3 separate regions of the Mus musculus genome follow, and regions 2 and 3 are each linked to region 1. Evidence: chromatin contacts called from public HiChIP or PLAC-seq and promoter capture Hi-C data. All regions are on one chromosome and are shown on one strand. Each heading gives the region's core, a stretch centred on a gene start, on an enhancer-like site or on the middle of the called end of the contact. The rest is flanking DNA. Distances are from core to core; before and after follow the strand shown. Region 1 holds the start of Wipf3 (WAS/WASL interacting protein family, member 3). Region 2 holds the start of Inmt (indolethylamine N-methyltransferase). Region 3 holds the start of Gars (glycyl-tRNA synthetase).

Region 1 (3,534 bases), core at 373-2,872:
TAGAGAGGACAGCTTTTAGGAGAAGGCTGGGACTGGACAGGTAGTTTATCAGTGGAAACTCTGATCTTGTAGAACACTAGGACTCATTCCCAGCACCCACATAGTGGTTCAGGGACATTACATCCTTAACTCTAGTCCAGAGGATCCAGTGCCCTCTTCTGACCTCTAGGGGTTTCCTGGCACAGAGTCGTGCATAGACATACATGCCCGAAAAATACTTACATAGAAAGTAAAAGGAGTGAACATTAAAAACAAGGCTAGAGTGTCTGATGATTATAATACTAACTGGCAGCAAGAAACCCTCTCCTGGCCCTCTCTGAGGTGACGAAGGCAAAGACAGTGAGGCACACAAGCTTTTAAAGTCACACAAGTCTGCCCAACAAATGCTCTCACTTACATCCAAGGACCCCAGGCACAGAAGAGGAATACCACTGTCCCACTGGAAACTTTCCTCAGAGAGTCCCCAGACTGTGTGTGTGTCAGAGATACTTCTGGTTTTTCCTGAGGCCATTAGACAGGCTTCCTGGGTTTCTGGGCAGAACATCTACCCAACTCAGGTTCTCACACTCATGGCAGACACTCCAAGCACACAGAAGACATTGTTTCCACAGGGGAATGGATGCCTGGCATCCTACAGGAGAGCGTGTTCTTCTCCCAAGCTTGCTCCCCGTGAGCTCCTGGCTAGGTATCCGGGGGAATGGCCACAATTACCCAGTCCCGCACACCTCCAAAGGACTTTAAAGGCCATTTGTGGCCAGATGTAAATGGCTAGAGATAATGGATAGACAGACACATACACTCTCTGGCTCCTGACCTAGGCAGGCTTACAGATAAGCCTCGGGGAGTCAGGACTCAGCTCCTGGCCCGACTCTGTCACCAGGAACTGTGTGACCTTGGATAAGTCACTTTTTCCCTCAGGAATTGGCTTTCTTTCTGGGAAATGGTCCAGTATCCTCAGTCCTTGTCTGATTGTGCAGGTTCCCAGATCTCTCCTAATCGCCAGGGACCCTTCCTTAACATCCCCAACACAAGCAAGATCCGCCCTTTTGTTCTCAGGGGAGGGGTGGGGGGTGACGTGGGGGAAGGGAAGCAGAGCCCCCTTGGGGCATCAGACTAAGAGGCCTCCGTGCCAGAAGCTGATAACGGAAGAGTGCTGTCCTGGGAGGTCACCAGGGAGCCCTGAGGTGACCTGGTGTAGCCATGGTCCCTTTCCGACCCGTGGCGGGCAGGGAGCGAGTGGTTGCCGCTAGGGCTGCACGGAGCAGCTCCCAGACGTAGTCGCGGCTGGGGACTACAGTTTGGAGAGGGTCCTGGGCACTCTCACTCACCCAGCGTCTTTGACAACGCGGGAGGCCACTCTACCTCGGGACTGTCCCCAATACCCTCCGCGACAACCCCAATCGGCCACTTACTTAACCCAGGGCCCGGACGCGAGCAGAGCAGCTACCTGCAGCTGGCCGTAACCCGGCCGACTGGACTTTAGCTGGCGCCTCCGTCCCCGCTGTCCCCGTCGTCTCCGTCGTCCCCGTCGTCTCCGTCGTCCCCGTCGCCTCGAGGATCCCGGCTGGGCTGCAGACAGTGCCTGGCGTTGCTTCTGCGCGCCCGGCTAAGCTGGACTCTGCGCTCCTCGCTCGCTCCCAGCCGGGCTTAAGCGCTGCCGGGACGCGGAGGCGGAGCCGCCGCCCCCACCTGCTCCTGGCGGCCGCCCTGGAGCCTCGCCGCCCAGCGCACGGGGACGCGGTCCAGAGGGCGGGGTCGCTCTGGCACCCAGGAGGCGGTCCTGGCTGCGCGGCGGCGCAGCTCCCAGGTACAGAGTCCCGAGTGTGAGCCACGGGGACAATGGGGCCAAGGGCTGGAGTTCCCCTGCACGCCACCTCGTCTATATATTACAAACATTTCTGAGCCCTCGCTAAGCCCCAGACAGCGCGTATATGCAAGGGGACAAAAGGAGAATGGGACAGCCGGTTGTCCCGATGAGCACAAGCAGGTACTTACAATACGGAGCCAAGAGAACATCCAACGTGTACAAAGCAGAGGGACACCCAATTCAGACCTGGGCTTGAGAGGCAGGGGTGGGTGTGTGGGTGGAGAGAGCTGGGGGGCGGGAGGGGGAGGTAGAGAAGCTTGCTCTCAGAGATAGGTGAGCACAAAATATCCTGGTAACACAGGGAGGTAAGTAGCTTCCGGTGGGGCAGAAGTGGGAAGAAGGCAGTTTGAAATCTAGAGTGAAGCGAGTCTGTCCCATTTCCCTGTCCGGCTGTCCAGAGCTTGGAGAATGCTGGAGATTTATGCCTGAGGCTCCTGTGTACACTCAGCTGCTCCAAGTGCAGCAATTCAGGCTGGCATTTCCTGCCTCTCACATCTTAGGCATACTTGTGTTCTGGTTCGAAAAGGAAGGAAAGCTCAATTTGCAGAGAAGAATTATTTCCATGGCCATGTAGAAATCCCACCAGGTCTTCTACGGAGCCCCAAAGCACAAACTAGTTGCATGGCCAGTCATTTATCTTACAAGCTGGGCGGTTTCTGGAGGATATACTAATTCAGCTTTTTAAATGCTTGATTCAAAGTGATGGTGTCTGCAGAGTGGGGCTATTTGGGGCTGAAAACATCATGAAGTTGTTGTGTTCAAGAACCCAGTGTCTCATGGCACAAGTGGTCCTTCTTGCATCCTTTTTCTCTGGACATTGCAACAGGATTCAGTCTCTGGGAGCCACGTTCCAAATACCTAAGCCGCTCTCCCCATCGTCTCTATGGACAGAATCCAGAGTGATGACCAGTTAAAGACTAAAGACTATAGTGCCAGTGCCTTTCCTGATCACCGAGACTTTCTTAGCACACTAGCTGAGTTCAATTCCCAGTACTACCAAAAGAAAACAAAGCAAAGCCCCTCAAACAACAACAACAACAACCATAATAAACCTTATCAAAGTTAATATAGTAGGAATAGATGAGATAGCTTGGCTAGTAAAGGCACTTGTTACCTGGCGACCTCCATTGGATTGATAAATTGGAAGTGGGAGTTGTGTGTATCTGTGTGTCTGTCTGTCTGTCTGTCTGTCTGTCTGCCTCTGCCCTTCCATTCCCTATTCTCTTTATGCTTCAGTATCTAGTGATGCTACACCTAGATTTTAACCAAGAAACAACTAATGTGTTACCACCACTATCTACAACAGAGTAGAAGATGGAGACAGTGTGGTGTTGCTAAGCACCTGAGACAAAGCCAGCAGCTATCCAACTCTGGTCTATTTATTAGATGGAAAAAAAAAATGCTGTTTGTATAAACCACTGATATGGGGGCTTCTCTCTCTCTCTTTCTTTCTTTCTTTCTTTCTTTCTTTCTTTCTTTCTTTCTTTCTTTCCTTCTCTCTTTCTTACACTAGTATTTATTTATTTACTACCCATTTTGTTCCAAATAGGAGAGTCCTATTTGGGAAATAACAGTTTTTAGAGGTCCAATCTTACAGTTAAGTGTATTTCTAGTGGAAAAATGTAACTTGAGAAGAATAAACCTTCCCATCTCCTCCCATCGTTCAC
Region 2 (3,534 bases), core at 420-2,919, 750 kb before region 1:
TGTGTGTGTGTGTGTGTGTGTGTGTGTGTGTGTGTGATCACTGCAGACTCCCTTACAGCAGAGTAAGAGTCTACACAGCCTCTGTCCATTTTCCCTTTGCAGTAGCAGGTCTAGTTGGTTATTTTTTCCAACCTAACACACACTAGAGTCACCTGGGAAGAGAGATCCTCAAGTGAGGAGTGACCTTCATCAGACTGGCCCGTGAGTGTTTCCTTAATTAATGACTGATGTGGGTGAGCCCCGTGTTCTGCGGGTGGTGTCACCCCTTAGCCAGCAGGCTAAGCAAACCATGGAGGGCAAGCCAGTGAGCAGTGGTCTTTCAATGTCCCCACCTCTACTCCTGCTTGAGCTCCTGCCCTGCCCTTCCTCAGTGACAAACTGTGGTCAGGAGGTGCAAGTCAAATAAACCCTTTCCTTCCCAGGTTGCTTTGGGTCATGGTTGTTTACCAAAGCAAAAGACGGCAAACTGGGGCATCATTTTTCAAAGCAACCAGACCAGACCACAGCAGATCTAAGTGAGCTGATGATTCTGGGGGCAGAGGACAAGATGCACATGTGCACACACGTGGATGTGGATGGGTGGCGCTCTGTGCAGTGTTGTGACACGTTTTCAATTGTTTGTCCAAATACAGGGCTTGGCAACACACAGGCCTAGTGATTTGGGGAGGTGCTGTCAAAGTTTACTCCCGAGCATAAGAAAAAGAAAAGGAAGAAAGAAAGAAAGAAAGAAAGAAAGAAAGAAAGGAAGGAAGGAAGGAAGGAAGGAAGGAAGAAAGAAAGAAAGAAAGAAAGAAAGAAAGAAAGAAAGAAAGAAAGAAAGAAAGAAAGAAAGAAAGAAAGAAAGAAAACATTAAGCCAAATGAGAAAACAAGACTTAAACCTTAAACCGCTGGGGAATCATTAACTCAGTTAAAGATAAGCTGTTTACAAAGGCAAGTTCACTGAGTGTAGAATAGCAGAGAGATTTGAAGATCTCTGGTCCTCCTACTTCCCCAGCCTGGGGAGCACTTCTGTTCTGGTTCTTGTTTTATTTGCCTTATCAAAGATGAAGCCCAGGGGCCGTGAATGTGTTGGCTGGGAGCCTGGCCCTGTGTCTCCACCCTCTACTCTTAACCCCATGAGTGAAGCATCCCTAATGAGACCCTCATCTCTTTGGTCTCTGCCTCTTTCTCTTTGTCTGTCTGTGTACCTCTGTCCCTATGTAATTCTCTCTCTGTCTCTCTCTCTCTCTCTCTGTCTCTCTCTCTCTGTCTCTCTCTCTCTCTCTGTCTCTCTCTGTGTCTCCATATATATATCTGTCTCTGTCTGTCTCTGTCTGTCTGTCTCTCTCTCTCTCTGTCTCTCTCTCCTGATCCCAGTTGTCCACATGCCACCCTAGAGGGCCAGGGATGAGAGCTTCAGGGCCCAGTGACCCAGGACAGGACTGGAGGCCCTCTAGCATTCTCTTGCTTCATCACAAAAATCAAATCCAGCCAGGAATCTAGCATTCTCTTGCTTCATCACAAAAATCAAATCCAGCCAGGAATCTGACACCTGCACTCTGAAACCATCTCCAGGGACCCTAGCTCCTCCCTGAGAAGGGAGGTCTTATAAAAAGATTATAAAAGGCATGGTGGGAAGGAGTGAGCATTCAGTAGGGGCAAAGGAGTCTGGACAGCTGTGTGGGCTGGCTAGAATGGAGGGCAAGGTATACATAGGAGGTGAGGACTATGAAAAAGAGTTCACTCCCAAAGACTACCTGACCACCTACTACAGCTTCCACTCTGGCCCTGTGGCAGAGCAGGAAATCGTAAAGTTTAGCCTGCAGAACCTCTACCAGACCTTCTCTACAGGTGAGTGGCTGAGGTCTCCCTGGGGAGGGGCTGGAACCATGCCAACAGGGAGAGCTTATTCTGTATATACAGATGCTACAGAGGTGACTGGTCTGAAGGCCCACAGGGCCCATAGATGGCAATGTGTGCAGATCCAGAAGAGCCATGCCTCAGGAGTGAAGAACTTGCCTTGCACCCATGATCAGCCTCAGTAGCTACACTCGTAAGCTTTGAGGGGTATACCCAGATTTGTGGAGCTCCTAGGCCCATGCTGAGAGAAGTGACATAGGACTGGGCACCAAGGCTACTTTTCCCTCTCCTCTTGCCAGAGGCCTTCCAGAAAGCTCTGCAGCCTTTTTGGAACCTTGAGTCTCTCTGAAAAAAATCCCTGATGAAAATTCTTCCCTGTAAACATGCATACAAGTTTCCATGATTTGCCCCCAATGTCTAAGGGCAGACTAAGGCTAGGGAGGGACAGGGGTGGCCAGTCAAAGTCAGAGAGCTAATAGTAACAGCAGCAAGAATGAATCATAAGACTTCAAGTGACCCAGCACTAATGGGGAGAGTGTGTTCTGTGTGACCCTGGAGGTCACTCAGTGTACTCCCCCACAAAAGCCTTCTTAGCCAGACATTCGGTGCCAAGGAACGGGTAGCAAGGAACAACCTCAGAATACAGAGGGAAGAAAGCCTGGTGCTGCTGGAGAAAGCTGGGGTATAGAACAGACTTCAGTCCTTGGCAGAGGCATGGTAGGTATAAAAGGAGACTGCAGAAGGGAGAGGGCAGGCTGAGAGGGCATACCCGGGGTGGGGGGTGGAGGTACACTGAGCAACTGACCTCCAGGGTCACACAGAGCACATTCTCCCCATTAGTGCTGGGTCACTTGAAGTCTTAGGCTTTATTCTTGCTCGTGTTACTATTAGCTCTCTGCCACACTTTCTTCTGTGTGGCTGCCTTTCCTAGAAAATCAGAAGGGCTCTTAAGAACTAGCTGGTGTCCTTCTCAGCCTTTATCCCAGACCCTGCCACTCTACCAATTCCCCCAATTTTCTAAATCCAATGTTCTTTGAAGTTAGCCTATGCCAACTGATTAGAGAGAGAGAGAGAGACAGTAATCCTGAATTTATCTGGAAGACCAGACATACCTCCCAGGCCTCCACTAGTATCCTGGGTCATGGGGAGGCAGTTAAGAATGTCAGCTGTTTCCCACCCCCGGCATTGCTCCCCACTCCTGTCAATGTACAGCCCAGAGGCAAGGGGTTGCTCCCCTTCCCAGCTGGCGAATCCTAAGGTGGTTTGGAGTCACTCAGCAGGATGTGAGGTCAGGGTGCGGAGACCTGCCATGCTATCTCCCCAGGAGGTGTAGGGGGCGACGTCCTGATCGACATTGGCTCTGGCCCTACCATCTACCAGCTGCTTTCAGCATGCGAGGTCTTCCGGGAGATCATTGTCACTGACTACACCCCGCAGAACCTGCAGGAGCTGCAGAAGTGGCTGAAGAAAGAGCCAGGAGCCTACGACTGGTCCTCCATAGTGCAACATGCATGTGAGCTGGAGGGAGACAGGTACCTGCAAGTGGTTCCATTTTGTCCACCCACCTCATCCTTCTCAGATAAGGCCCTTTTGTGGCTCAGACAGCTCAGGAACTCACCACTCACCTCACTTTCGTCCTGGCCTTCCTTAACCTCGTGAACCTATAACATTCCCTCTGGGTCAGTCCCTCCTC
Region 3 (3,534 bases), core at 764-3,263, 610 kb before region 1:
TCTTTACCAATGCCTGTGCTCATCACAGTGTGTCCTGGTCATTTGGAGCTTCATGAATCATAATATACTTTAAAAAAAAAAAAAAAACCTTCATGATTGCTAATATCACCACTTATCTTATAGAGAAATTCTTGAAGCCCTGTGAATCTGTCAAGCTCAGACTTAAGAGAAACCAGTTTGAATTTTACTTTGGGGCACAACTATTTCTGGTAACACCCCCCTTCAAAATGCACGCCACTGTTAAGAGCGATCCTTTAACACCTCCAAACGACACCTCAGTAAGTCTTCAACTGCCCAGGCTTTACAATGAAAACGTGTGACATGGACTGCACTCCATTTTTCCATACATGTCCAAGAGGAAAACCGTTTAACTAGATGATCTTCAAACTCTTTCCAGTGACACTGGACTCAGTATGACTCAAATTTTCCACGCAACTAATCAGTGTATATGTACTTCTGGAAAAGTAGAAAAGAAAAAAGTCCAAACTAACTTAAATAAATTAATTCAACTATTGGGAAAATATCCCAAAGTTAAAAAAAAAAAAAAACCAAAAACCCTATCAAACAAACACATAAAACCAAAAAAACAAGTCAAAACCAACAACAAAGGACATGAAGGTCACACAAGCTGTACAGGAAGGCTCTCCATGATCAATGCGTCCTGAAGTTAACTACATTCAGTCTTACTACAGAGGAATACTATGTACTGCAGTTCCAGGCTAACGTGGCAGAGGGAGGGGTTTGCAGTGTGTGCTTTTTTTTTTCCCCCAAAATTAGATGTATTGTTCCAAAGGAAGGAGTTAGGTCACAACAAAACAACAAAGGAGTCACACATACATTTATGTGGGGAGTGGAAGGTGGATGGAGACTGAATGTACAGAACATACAATTAAAAAAAGAAAAAATAAAGCCCATAGTGAAAATCAAAATGAAAGCCTATTAACTGAGTCGGGCTCAAACTGGAGCAAAGTGGCAGAATTCCTCGAAGCTGCAGCACCTCAGCTCCAATGAATTATCCTTAAGACAGGATTCCACCCTCCTTAGCTAGACAAACGATTGCATCAGGCGCCAGAGCAGGCGCAACCCGACCGGTGTTTACAGCTAGTAGGTCATGGATGCCGGGCCCTACTGTAAGCTCTGGCTCTCACTGGGTGTGGGTATCATTCCAAATACTTTTCTCCTTTCCCTCTTAAGTCTGATCACCACCACTCAGTGCTACAGTAAAAAAAGGAGATCTGCATTAAATCCCCAGATTCTCCAGCTAAGAAACCTCCCTTCCCTTCCGCAAAATGACATTTTCAGGTGTTCCACCCTAAGAATGGATGACTTCACTGAGTGGCTCGGTCAGTCCATCTACAATTTCCAGCTTGATCCGAAAGCTCGCTGGTTCCAGACACTCTCTTCAGAAGGCAGAAAGATGACAGGAGAGGGATCATGAATTCGCATCAGTATTGGAGGGGGGTGGGGGGTCGACACCTCCCCATAGCCACGTTTCGACCGTGAGCCAGTCCTCAGGCTAAACACTGAAGCAAGGAAGATAAAGAGAAGGGAACGCTTCCCAAAGCATCCCCAAGACTAAAGAAAAGAAGCGCGCAGCATCAGCTTGCCGCTGAGCCGAGCCATCGGGGCGCTCAAAGAGGGAGGCGAAGCCTACGGCTGGATTCGGGGTACGCAGAGAGGGCACGAGGCCCAAGGATCACGGATGCCGACGCAGCGCGGGGACAGGGGAAGGACGGACAGGAGCGGGGTGCGGCGCGCGGCTGCGGGCGAGGGTCGGTACCTGCTGGCGCACGGCTAGCCGCAGTGGGGCCAGCAGCTCCTCCGCGCTGTCCATGCTGCTCCGGGAGGCGGCGGGCTGCGCGGGAGCGCTGAGGAGCCGCTGAGACGCGGACGCTGCGACCACTCGGGGCGGCGACAGGAGCGGCAGCGCGGCGCGGGTGGCTCTGAGCAGCGAGGGGAGCAGACAGGGCATGAGCACGCCGCCTAGGCGGTGCGCAGGGCGGCTACGGAAGCGGCGCGCGGCCCGCCCGGTGCATGATGAAATAGCGCAGCCAGGCCGCAGGCGCGCGCAGCCGCACTTCCCGCAGGCGCGCGCAGCCGCCGCGTCTGCAACCGCAGATTCGGCAGAGAACCCGGAAGGGCACCAACTTGCTCAAAAATGTGTGAAGAGGACGCTCCAGACAAATGCACAGAAGGACATGGCTTCTGAGAGTGCAGTCCTAACCTAGATGCCCGAGCACCTTTAGATCGTGGGCTTCTCTGTTGTCCCAGACGCTCGAATCGCCCCACTGGAACACCCATACTTCTGCTTCTTCCTCAGCCCATTGTTTAGAAGAGTATATAAAGTCACATAAAATCGGAACCTAGAGTTACTATAACTCTAGTGGGTCATGGTGATGCACATCCGTAATCCCAGCACTTGGGAAGACGAGGTAGGAGGATCGTGAGTTCAAGACCAGCCTAAAATACACAGTGAGCCTCTGTCTTTAAGAAACAAACAAACAACAACAGCAAAAACAAAAATATTGCTCAAGACCCAATGTTCCTCGGACTATTTATAGGAATCAGAGTTGCTGTTCTTCTCAGGGCATGCCAGTTAATTTGAAAGACAAGGTGTAGAGGCAAAGGAAAAGTGATTTTACTTGGATAACCACCTCATGGAGCAGTCAGGGGAACTCTAGCCTCAAAGCTCTTGCAGAAGTTATATAGGTTGGATGCTCCCAAACTTGTGGACACCTCACAGCCAGTCAGCCAGATGATGGGCCCAACCGGGAGATACCACCTTCCAGTTTCACAAATATCAAGAAGACCATCATTATCCTTGTGCTATTGTTGTGATTGGTTAGCTGGTTTTTTACACAGTGGACAGTCTAGAGGGCAATGAACCTGGCTCAAGGCCCTCTTTCAGAGAACCCAACTCCATGCAGTGAGAGACCACACGTTCTCAACTCCCAGAAATCTTTGATGCTGTTTTTTAGGGTGAAGAACCAGACACAAGGTAGTTACTAGTTTACCCAGTATCCCCAAGACAAAAGTTAAGCAAGAGGAGGTTTGTGACGCTCTTCATTTGCTTCCAAGTTGCTTTTACTGCCAATTTTAGGGATCACGCGTATTTTTATTAGCTTTACTGGATATAACACCTGGGGTGCTGTGGCAATCTTGGTGTTTTTCAGGAACTTGAAGGTGTAAACCAGTTTAAGTTCCTGGCCCTTTCCTGCAGCCTGCACAGATATCCAAGGGTGACCTTTTGAAATCTGGAGGCTTAAAATTTCACACTCAGAACATGCTATTGCCACCATTGTTTAGAAACATAGATCCAGTGAAGGGGTCCTGACAAAGATCGCTGATGCGTCCTTAGTCTTCACCTATAGTCACTTTTCTGACACCTCAGGCCACCCTGCTTCTTTATCTACAAATAACTCCAAACCCCAGTCTCCAGGAGTCAGGTCCGAAATTCGTTCTCATGGCTACATGCTTGGCAGTCTCATGCATATTTTCCCAGTGACTGGCATGATATGGGCCTGTTTGAGCAAG

Evidence for each region. Promoter capture Hi-C pulls out the DNA fragments that hold promoters and counts their contacts. HiChIP or PLAC-seq counts read pairs in DNA pulled down with a chosen protein or histone mark.
Region 2: a contact with region 1 is called in a promoter capture Hi-C map of hematopoietic stem and progenitor cells, with 5 times the contacts expected there. The contact joins the promoter of Inmt here to the promoter of Wipf3 in region 1. A contact is called at or near these places in 8 of 39 promoter capture datasets (cranial neural crest, embryonic stem cells, hematopoietic stem and progenitor cells and 5 more).
Region 3: a contact with region 1 is called in an H3K27ac HiChIP or PLAC-seq map of embryonic stem cells, with 2.7 times the contacts expected there. The contact joins the promoter of Gars here to the promoter of Wipf3 in region 1. A contact is called at or near these places in 1 of 39 promoter capture datasets (cranial neural crest) and 2 of 115 datasets of contacts at active chromatin or transcription factors (the SCID.adh cell line and embryonic stem cells).

The regions. Positions count from the first base shown.
Region 1 is chr6:54,427,774-54,431,307 of GRCm38.p6, reverse strand. It overlaps Wipf3 (WAS/WASL interacting protein family, member 3), which reads right to left and starts at 1,622. Exons shown (of 9, transcript NM_001167860.2): 1 at 1,448-1,622. It overlaps 9130019P16Rik (RIKEN cDNA 9130019P16 gene), which reads left to right and starts at 1,087. Exons shown (of 14, transcript NR_033635.1): 1 at 1,087-1,987.
Region 2 is chr6:55,173,125-55,176,658 of GRCm38.p6, reverse strand. It overlaps Inmt (indolethylamine N-methyltransferase), which reads left to right and starts at 1,669. Exons shown (of 3, transcript NM_009349.3): 1 at 1,669-1,832; 2 at 3,166-3,373. The coding sequence starts at 1,676.
Region 3 is chr6:55,036,480-55,040,013 of GRCm38.p6, reverse strand. Gars (glycyl-tRNA synthetase) reads right to left here and starts at 2,013. Exons shown (of 17, transcript NM_180678.3): 1 at 1,781-2,013. The coding sequence starts at 1,972.